2 separate regions of the Oncorhynchus kisutch genome follow, and region 1 is linked to region 2. Evidence: chromatin contacts called from public Hi-C data. All regions are on one chromosome and are shown on one strand. Each heading gives the region's core, a stretch centred on a gene start, on an enhancer-like site or on the middle of the called end of the contact. The rest is flanking DNA. Distances are from core to core; before and after follow the strand shown.

Evidence for each region. Hi-C and Micro-C count contacts between places; a contact is called where the count stands out from the background.
Region 1: a contact with region 2 is called in a Hi-C map of muscle, with 5 times the contacts expected there. The contact joins the promoter of LOC109904562 here to the promoter of hs1bp3 in region 2. A contact is called at or near these places in 2 of 2 Hi-C or Micro-C datasets (liver and muscle).

Annotation. Positions count from the first base shown.
Region 1 is chrLG14:23,292,327-23,297,926 of Okis_V2, reverse strand. It overlaps LOC109904562 (transmembrane protein 151B-like), which reads right to left and starts at 1,446. Exons shown (of 2, transcript XM_020501763.2): 1 at 969-1,446; 2 at 1-472. The coding sequence starts at 1,046.
Region 2 is chrLG14:23,158,358-23,163,670 of Okis_V2, reverse strand. hs1bp3 (HCLS1 binding protein 3) reads left to right here and starts at 1,469. Exons shown (of 7, transcript XM_020501363.2): 1 at 1,469-1,616; 2 at 2,294-2,459; 3 at 2,793-3,000; 4 at 3,415-3,625; 5 at 3,825-3,946; 6 at 4,230-4,290; 7 at 4,377-5,078. The coding sequence starts at 1,534. The coding sequence ends at 4,620. LOC109904168 (b(0,+)-type amino acid transporter 1) reads right to left here. Exons shown (of 6, transcript XM_020501360.2): 6 at 5,081-5,313. The coding sequence ends at 5,283.

The DNA of each region.
Region 1 (5,600 bases), core at 197-2,696, 130 kb before region 2:
CCACATGGGTGTTGACCCGTTCGTGGTAGACCTGTGTGCTGGTGTAGGCGTCCCCATTACGATAGCGTGTGACCTGCCGAGTCCGTCTAACATAATGGTAGCTAATGGCCTTCCACCAGATACAGGGTTTTGCTTGCTGCATCCTTTGGATACGTTCATAAATGCCCTCTACATCCATTTTATGCTGCAGCTCACTCTTGGCATTGCAGTGCCAGCACTCCACCAAGTAGACCAGGTAGAGCATGAGCAGGAAGGCCAGAGGGATGTAGATGTATCCGTCAGAACAGGGGCTGTCATGGTACATCATGGACTTCCCTTTGAAGGCACTGTCAAAGGTGAGGCGAGTCACCTTGGTGACATGACACCACACCATGGCTCCCATGCAGCCGTACATGAGCATGGAGAGCAGCAGGCATTTCCAGAAGCTCTCTCTACACAGGGACTTGCTCAGGGATTGCTTCAAGGGCCTCTGCTGTTAATTCAAAGCATGCAAAAAAGAGTGGATACAGTGTTGGTAAATGTAAACGGACACACCATTACAACATTCTAACCATTCAAGATTTGATTCCTTTGGGGGCTTCTGACGTTTTGTTAACAATATGTTTCCCCCCCTTCTTCTATGAAGCTCCTATTTGATGCACAGCAAGGTAGCTCAGCTCTTACATGAATCAGTCTAAACCTATAGTCAATTGAAACATATAGCCTACCAACTCTTAATAGGAAAATACTTGGTAAATAGCTATTTATCTTGCAAATACTTTTAACCAACATCAAATGATCAAAATAATTGTCATACCCCCTGATCGATTGTCATGAATATCAAATAATGTAGGCTATGCAACATCTGTGACATTCAGCCAAAAACATGGAAGGGGTTGGGTGCTTTATGCCTGAGGTTATGAACATGTTTTATTATAGCAAGGCTTCTGGCAATTTTAAGGCAGCATAATATGATATGAGAGTGGTACCTCTTCTCTGGTGTCTTCCTCGAAAACGGTGGTTGTACTGCTCTCACTCGCTGCCGCAGCGGAGGCTGGAGGGGACATTGTGGTACCGATTAGCAGTAGGGCGTGGAGTTGCGAATTGCGCTTAAATTGCTTGCTCCGACGTTGAGATAGTCGCTTGTATCTATCCAGTGTCCTTTGTTAATTTGCACACAAATATCTTGATTTATTTGCTAATCATAGCCTTTATACCCCATCAAGGCAGCAGCCGAGAGATCTGCTGGCAAACATTTCATCGAATAAAACATGCAGGTAACAGACCAATAAATGACTGAGCTGTGATAAAAATGTCGCAAACAAGAAAACATTTATGCCAGCGGCAACTTGCAAGAGAATCAGTCTATTTAGAATAGTGTTTGAATTCTCCCTCAGTCAGATTGAGGAATATGACCTTGCCGGTATGCTGAAGTCACACTGTCCACTGAGCATTTTGTAGTCAACCTGAACATATAAGGTCGGCTCATACACCTGTTATAATGCCTTTGTATAATATGAATAACAACCTAACAATAATACCCAATAGTAATAATAATATTAGCATGACTAATACAAGCCTATAACAATACTACTAATTCTAATTACACCTATTAATACTAGCCTACTAATAATACTATGTAGGCCTACTATAGCCTAAGTTAATGTATACTCAATACATAACATACATAAACACAACAAAACACACAAAAAAATGGTAAGAAAACCAAAAGGCAAAAGCATATAGCTACGTATATGGGCAAGACATGGTGAAATTGTTATGTTACCTATGTTTAAAAAGAGATGTCTTGAGTGCAAGTTAAAATAATGTTCTGAAATGCAAACCCTAAATGAAACAGCAGATGGCATCGTATGCACATTTTCCACATTTTGATATGTTGCAGCCTTATTCTAAAACGGATTAAATTGTTTTCCCCCCTCATCAATCTACACGCAATACCCCCATAATGACAGGGAGGGCAAAAACAGGTTTATAGATTTTTTTGCAAGTGTATTAAAAATAAAAAACGGAAATATCACATTTACATAAGTATTCAGACCCTTTACTCAGTACTTTGTTGAAGCACTGTCAAGTCCGGGCTCTGGCTGGACCACTCAAGGACATTCAGAGACTTTCGTTGCCTTGGCTATGTGCTTAGGGTCATTGTCCTGTTGGAAGGGGAACATTCGCCCCAGTCTGAGGTCCTGAGCGCTCCGGAGCAGGTTCTCATCAAGGATCTCTCTGTACTTTGCTCTGTTCATCTTTCCCTCAATCCTTTTTATTATATATATTTTTTATTTCACCTTTATTTAACCAGGTAGGCCAGTTGAGAACACCTTTATTTAACCAGGTAGGCCAGTTGAGAACACCTTTATTTAACCAGGTAGGCCAGTTGAGAACACCTTTATTTAACCAGGTAGGCCAGTTGAGAACACCTTTATTTAACCAGGTAGGCCAGTTGAGAACACCTTTATTTAACCAGGTAGGCCAGTTGAGAACACCTTTATTTAACCAGGTAGGCCAGTTGAGAACACCTTTATTTAACCAGGTAGGCCAGTTGAGAACACCTTTATTTAACCAGGTAGGCCAGTTGAGAACACCTTTATTTAACCAGGTAGGCCAGTTGAGAACACCTTTATTTAACCAGGTAGGCCAGTTGAGAACACCTTTATTTAACCAGGTAGGCCAGTTGAGAACACCTTTATTTAACCAGGTAGGCCAGTTGAGAACACCTTTATTTAACCAGGTAGGCCAGTTGAGAACACCTTTATTTAACCAGGTAGGCCAGTTGAGAACACCTTTATTTAACCAGGTAGGCCAGTTGAGAACACCTTTATTTAACCAGGTAGGCCAGTTGAGAACAAGTTCTCATTTACAACTGCGACCTGGCCAAGATAAAGCAAAGCAGTGCGACAAAAACAACAACATAGAGTTACACATGGGACAAACAAACCTACAGTCAATAACACAATAGAAAAATCTGTATACAGTGGGTGCAAATGAAGTAAGGAGGTAAGGCAATAAATCGGCCAATAGTGGCAAAGTAATGACAATTTAGCAATTTACACTGGAGTGATATATGTGCAGATCAGGATGTGCAAGTAGAAATGCTGGAGTGCAAAAGAGCAGAAAAACAAAAACAAATATGGGGATGAGGTAGGTAGTTGGCTGGTTGGATGGGCTATTTACAGATGGGCTGTGTACAGCTGCAGTGATTGGTAAGATGCTGTGACAGCTGATGCTTAAAGTTAGTGAGGGAGATATAAGTCTCACTGAAGTCCCAACTTCAGGGATTTTTGCAATTCGTTCCAGTCATTAGCAGCAGAGAACTGGAAGGAAAGGTAGCCAAAGTAGGTGTTGGCTTTGGGGATGACCAGTGAAATATACCTGCTGGAGCGTGTGCTACGGGTCGGTGACCAGTGAGCTGATACCTAGCACAGACTTTGCTATACCTAGCAAAGACTTATAGATGAATCCTGACTAGTCTCCCAATCTCTGCCGCTGAAAAACATCCCCACAGCATGATGCTGCCACCACCATGCTTCTCTGTAGGGATGGTGTCAGGTTTCCTCCAAACTTGACGCTTGGCATTCAGGCCAAAGAGTTCAATCTTGGTTTCATCAGACCAGAGAATCTTGTTTCTCATGGTCTGAGAGTCCTTTAGGGGTCTTTTGCCAAACTTCAAGTCATGTCATGTGCCTTTTACTGAGGAGTGGCTTTCGTCTGGCCACTCTACCATTAAGGCCTGAATGGTGGAGTGCTGCAGAGATGGTTGTCCTTCTGGAAGGTTCTCCCATCTCCACAGAGGAACTCTAGAGCTCTGTCAGAGTGACCATTGGATTCTTGGTCACCTCCCCGACCAAGGCCCTTCTCCCCCAATTGCTCAGTTTCAAAAATGGTGAAATTCACGCATGTTTCTGAGCAATCGGGGGAGAAGGGCCTTGGTCAGGGAGGTGACCAAGAACCTGATGGTCACTCTGTGGAGATGGGAGAACCTTCCAGAAAGACAACCATCTCTGCAGCACTCTACCAATCAGGCCTTTATGGTAGAGTGGCCAGATGGAAGCCACTCCTCAGCTCTAGGAAGAGTCTTGGTGGTTCCACACTTCTTTCATTTAAGAATGATGGAGGTCACTGTGTTCTTGGGGACCGCCAAAGCTGCAGAAATGTTTTGGTACCCTTCTCCAGATCTGTACCTCGACACAATCCTGTCTCAGAGCTCTATGGACAATTCCTTCGACCTCCTGGCTTGGTTTTTGCTCTGACATGCACTGTCGACTGTGGGACCTTATATAGACAGGTGTATTCCTTTCCAAATCATGTCCAATCAATTGAATTTACCACAGGTGGACTGCAATCAAGTTGTAGAAACAGCTCAAGGATGATCAATGGCAACAGGATGCACCAGAGCTCAATTTCGAATCTCATAGCAAAGGGTCTGAATATTTATGTAAATAAGGTATTTCTGTTTTTATTTTTAATACATTTGCAAACATTTCTTAAACCTGTTTCCGGGGTATTGTGTGTAGATTAATGAAGAACAAAATAAATATAATACATGTTTTAATAAGGCTGTAATATAACAAAATATGGAAACGGGAAGGGGTCTGAATACTTTCCAGAATGCACTGTATGTGGAAAAACTAAGGCAGTAACAAGGCCTACAAAGTTGTAATTGGTTGTGTATGTCAACTGCAGCTATTTCTATTAACAGGCCTACTTAATTTTGCGCAAAATATATCAGAATATTTATGGCTAATTTTCCAATCCAATACATATGGCAGCATTTATAAATAACTGAAAATGTATAACTATTTACATTGAAATTAGGCTAATGTAAAATTGTTTCAGTATAGGCCCATAGACCTAATGGTGAATTATTAGTTAAGTCCATATATTTATACATCTATAAATAAACTAATACATGTTCATTAGCTGTGTGCACTGGAAATAATAACAGGTTATTAATCAATAGGCTACAGTGCATTCATAAGCTCACTATTTGAAAGTGGAGGAAAAAGTACACAATTGTCATACTTGAGTAAAAGTAAAGATACCTTAATAGAAAACGACTCAAGTAAAAGTGAAAGTCACCAATGAAAATACTAAGTAAAAGTCTAAAAGTATTTGGTTTTAAATATACTTAAGTATCAAAAGTAAATGTAATTGCTCAAATTTACTTATGTATCAAAAGTATAAATCGTTTCAAATTCCTTATATTAAGCAAATCTATTTAATTTAGGGATAGCCAGAGGCACACTCAAACACTCAGACATAATTTACAAATGAAACATTTGTGTTGCATGAGTCCGTGAGTCCGCCAGATCAGAGTCAGTAGGGATGACCAGGTATGTTCTCTTGATTAGTGCGTGAATTTCAGTCCTGCTATGCATAAAAAATGTAACGAGGACTTTGGGGTGTCAGGGAAAATGTATGGAGTAAGAAGTACATGATTGTCTTCAGGCATGTAGTGAAGTAAAAGTACTCGAAAATATAAATAGTTTTAAAAAATACCCCCCCCCAAATACTTAAGCAGTACATTAAAGTATTTTTACTGAAGTACTTAACACTAGCCTACTGCTATTTGGCAACAACAACACAAATCTACCAATGTATTTTAA
Region 2 (5,313 bases), core at 220-2,719:
TAGTTGTCCACGTGTTCTAAGTCAGAGCCGTCCAGAGTAGTGATGTTGGACAGGCGGGTAGGTGCAGGTAGCGATCGGTTGAAGAGCATGCATTTAGTTTTACTTGTATTTAAGAGCATCTCCGTCCAATAGTCTGTTTTGCAGTGGTATAAAGTACTTAAGTAGTACTTTCAAGTAATTTTAATTAAGTAGTTTTTTGGGGGGTATCTGTACTTTACTATTTATATTTTTGACAACTTTTACTTCACTATATTACTAAAGAAAAGTATGTCATTTTTACTCCATACATTTTCCCTGACACTCAAAAGTACTCGTTGCATTTTGAATGATTAGCAGGACAGAAGAATTGTGTAATTCACACACTTATCAAGAGAACATCCCTGGTCTTCCCGATTGCCTCTGATCTGGCAGACTCACTAAACACACACATGCTTCATTTGTAAATTATGTCTGAGGTTTGGAGCATGCCCCTGGCTATAGGTATATTTAAAATTCAAAGACAATGGTGCCTTCTGGTTTACTTAATAAGGAATTTGAAAAGATTTACACATTTACTTTTGATACTTAATTATATTTAAAACCAAATACTTTAGACTTTTACTCAAGTACTTTTTTACAGGGTGACTTTCACTTGAGTCATTTTCTATAAAAGGGTATCTTTATTTTTACTCAAGTATGACAATTGGGTATTTTTTCCACCACTGCTGTTTTGTCAACGAACTCAATGTATTCGAACACTGGTGGTAACCATATGATCCCAATGTAGCCTAGTAGGTAGCCTAGTAAAACGATGCCCCCTCTGGTATATTCTTTTGCGAACTACCTGGATCCTAGGGGGTTAAGGTTGCGGCAAACACATTTTGGTTGAAAGCATTCAGCTATGAAACTGACTTGGTATCTCCTTTCACTTCGTTGTTGTTTCCCTGTTTACTACTCAAATATATTGAACGTATTGAGTCAAAGACGAAATTAACTACAATACACTGGTCTGAAATATTTTAGCATTACTAGGCTACACAGAACCACCGCGGACACATTGTAAATGTATTTTTTTTCTAGGCAACATGCCTAGAGCTTCCCACTGGGGCGTGGCTTATGGAGAGTTCTATGCTGGTATGGCGGTATTCTAGCCCAACGAGTTCTCACACGGGTGCCCGATTGCTATTAGTGTAGCAGGGCTGCACGCAAAAGCCATAAAGGCAAAGACGGATGGGCTATCAGCTGATCATAGCCAATGTAGATGATGACCTAGTTACCTAGCTTTGCTGTCGAAACAAGTTAGTTTTTACTTGATTTGAGCTTGTTCTGCTACTGACATATGCCTCGACTTACTATCAGTCGATGTGCCTCCTTCCCAGACGACAAGCAACTGTAAAATATTCGCAACTCACCGCCCGGCGCTTGTGCTGTGCAGAACGAGTGCAGCAGCGCGCTTTTATTTTGAAGGCTAAAACCGGAAGTTCCTGTTTTGTATGCCTGCAGCCGAAACAGTATCTAGTTCCCATCCCATGACTTGTATCATAACAGTAGGGAATGGGGGTGGTCAGCTTGATTACAGCTAAACAGAGACAGGACAGAAATCTTACCACAATGCCAGACGGACTTATTACAAGCAGGTAAAATAAAGAACATTTCGTAGCTATCTTTCTTTGACGTTTCGAGGTTGCCTGATAACATTAACACGTGTGAAACACATCCCCATCGTTGTTTACTTGTTGAAGCCAGTCCTTGTTTTTCCCTGTACCAACCCAGGGGTCCCTTTGACTTAGTTGCAACTATTCACCAAACTATTGTGCACATATAAATTAATATCAGCATGTAGTGAAATAAAAGGTGTCATTGACATGTTTGCTGGATTCCTTTCTTGCTGTTTACCGTTGGAACAGTGTCACGATGTCACTCCACAGTTCTGTTCTTGAATGAATCTTGCACTTTGCTGCTCCAGTTTCAACTGTTCTGCCTTATTATTATTCGACCATGCTGGTCATTTATGAACATTTGAACATCTTGGCCATGTTCTGTTATAATCTCCACCCGGCACAGCCAGAAGAGGACTGGCCACCCCACATAGCCTGGTTCCTCTCTAGGTTTCTTCCTAGGTATTGGCCTTTCTAGGGAGTTTTTCCTAGCCACCGTGCTTCTACACCTGCATTGCTTGCTGTTTGGGGTTTTAGGCTGGGTTTCTGTACAGCACTTTGAGATATCAGCTGATGTACGAAGGGCTATATAAATACATTTGATTTGATTTGATTTGAATTACTTTTGGTCAATGTCACAATGTTTTCCATCCCAGGCTGTTGCAGAATGAGGTGACAGGCATAGATCTGCAGGTGCCTCTTTACCAGGAGATCCGTGGTACGATGATGACAGGTCATGTGGAGTACCAGATTATTGTGGTGACTCGGCTGGCTGCCTTCAAATCCGCCAAGCACAAACCTGAAGATATTGTACAGCTGGTGGTAGGTAGTCACAGGTAGTCCCAGTCCCATTTAAGTTAGGTGGAAACATAAGTATTTAGCATCCTGCCCCTGTGCCCCTAATCACCTCAAATTGAAAGTGATGGTGTTGCAGCTACTGCTTGGTGTGAAATTGTGGTAACACTTCACTGTAGCATTCAGTATGTACAGTATGCATTCCTAAACCCTTTATAACAGCTACATAATGCATAATAACATAAAGATTTTGAACAACAACCAAATATACAATTCTAACGGTTAGATTTGAACCCCAAAGCATTGCTATAAAAGCTACAGGCATACCTAGACCCTGCATGTTTTACATGTGTTTTGCAGGTTTCAAAGAAATACAGTGAAATTGATGAGTTTTACTACAGACTCATGGGTCAATATCCGAAGATCACCTTACCAGCCATGCCTCGCAAGGCCCTGTTTGTAGGCGAGGCAGACATCCGGGAGCGTAGGGTGGCCTTTGACGAACTGGTCAAGTTCATCTCCAAGAATTCTACACTTGCTACTTGCCCAGAGGTGTTGGAGCTCTTAGGTAATGTACCACAAAGCACTACAGTAAATAGTATTTTTTCTATAGAGTTTTGGTAAATAACTTGTTTAATTTGCTTGTCTCTGACTGAAACTTGCACTTTCTAACTCATTCGCCTACACTAATGCCACCCCTCTATCTTAATGCAAACTACATAGGTCAGAAAATTTTCAACCTTGGGGATTAGTACTAATACTACTGCACCAAACTGTGATATTACAATGAGGTTACTGTATATCAAGGCAGTCAGGGGTTCAAATTGACATGTATCTGCCTGGCTAGTTATTTAAGAAAAGTATGAATTATTAACCAAACAGAAAAAATAAACAGTACTTCCCTGTAGTGTAGAAGTTGCCTTATTTAATCAAGAATATAATGTCAAAAAGAATATTTGGCTCACAGTTCATATTTCTGTAGGGGCGAAGTCCACAATGGCAGATTCGAAAACCAGGAACGTTGCAGATTGGCAGGACCAGGATAAAGAAGAAGGCTATAATTTCTTTGAAAGTGAGGAGACCCCTGCTGCTGCTGCGAAAGTAACCAAACATGTTCCACCAGTGAAACCTAGGGAAGAGGAGCAGGAACATGACGATGATGATCAGTACCTTGGACCTCTAGGAAATTTAAAGTAAGAGCCTTGCTGAGGTTGTGTTCATTTTAGATGTTTTTCTCAATGGTTTTGGCATCTTCTCAAATATCTGTATTCTGGATCAAATGGTTGAAGGGAAAATATCATTTCAGGCTGTAAATCAACAATATTTGAAAATGGGGATACTTTCTACAGGCACTGTATGGTATTTAATGCTTTCTGTCACCCTTTCCCCCAGGTGCATGAGGCAGAAGAAGAAAAAGCCTCCACAGGCTAAAGTGGCTACCCAACCTAAGTTATCTCTGTTTGATGAGGCTGAGGATATAGATGACGACTTGTTTCAACCTGCAGCCAAAGACAGTTAGTATAAATATTTAAATACAGATTCTGTGTTCCATTTATTGCTTCCATAGGAACTGCAATGACAATGTCATTAGCTCTCTACAAACAGTGTCAGTGTCAGAGATTCCAGACTGACATCCCGTAAATGAAGATATCAGATCTGTTCCCAAGGAAGCTTGCCTCTTGTCCAATTTAAGTTCAACTCATATCTTCATTGTGCTAACAGGCAACGTTAAGCTGTTTAAGGAGCCAGACTTGATGTGGAAAGTGAAGTTGGGTGACCCTTTACTACTTCCAACAGCATACAAGGATGTGGCATCTGCAGATTCAGGACTGGATGAGGATACAGATGAACTTTTCAGGTATACAGTTATAGTTATTTGCGAGACAAAGGGGTTATTACAACATTGTATTAGCCATTCAACATTGTCCTTGTTTCCCTTTTCAGGATAGAAGACAACTTTGACAAGCTCCTCCAGGTGAAGAAAAGTATCAGGCCAGTTCCTGCCCCCAAACCCAAACTGGCCCCAAAGCCAAAACTGCCTGTGAAGCCCTCCTCTCTAGTCTCAGGTGGTAGGGGCCCAGTTGTGGGTGTTCTTCCAGTTGCAAATGAGGTGAAGGATCAAATCGACATTCTCAAGTATATCCAACAAAATGAGTCTACATCTATTGATGATCTGGATCTGTTTTAATTGCCAACTAAATGATAGTAACTGATTAGGACTCATGAAGTTGTTAGCAGGCTACACAGGAAAATAACAGCCTAAAATTATGCCTATGATTATATTTTGACATTACCCAGGATTATTCCATCAAGGATGACTTTTGGAAGTCTGATTCTAATAAAAAGTCTACTGAACATGTATAGTTACAATCAGTGCTGGAAATGGGCCTGTGTGGTGTTATTTATTTTTACCCATATTGCTTTCCTACTTTTTATACTGAAAATACTGTATACATTACCATGATTGAGTGGCTCCAAATGCAATGACTTCACAAAGAAATCTAACTCATTTTTGTAATACCTGCACAGTAATTTTGGATTTATCATACTAAATGTCTTGTTGGAACATATTAATGTAAAAAAACAATTGAACAACAAATTCTCTTTTCTTTTTTTTCACCAAATAAAGTCTACAATTTTACAAAATGGTATGTTTACTTGCATTATTTATTGAAAGCATCCTATATTGCAGTACAATCAGTACAAATTAAGTCTGATATTTACCGAATTTGATAACAATTTCTTTTTTTTTTACGTTCCATCTTAAATACTATTGAAAACCAGGTTATGGTGGTGCCCATCCGAGATGTAAATTATTTTGGTCCAGGTATTACTCAGAAGACAGCATTGTCATAGATTTTTGTCTGCTGGGGCCACCTCT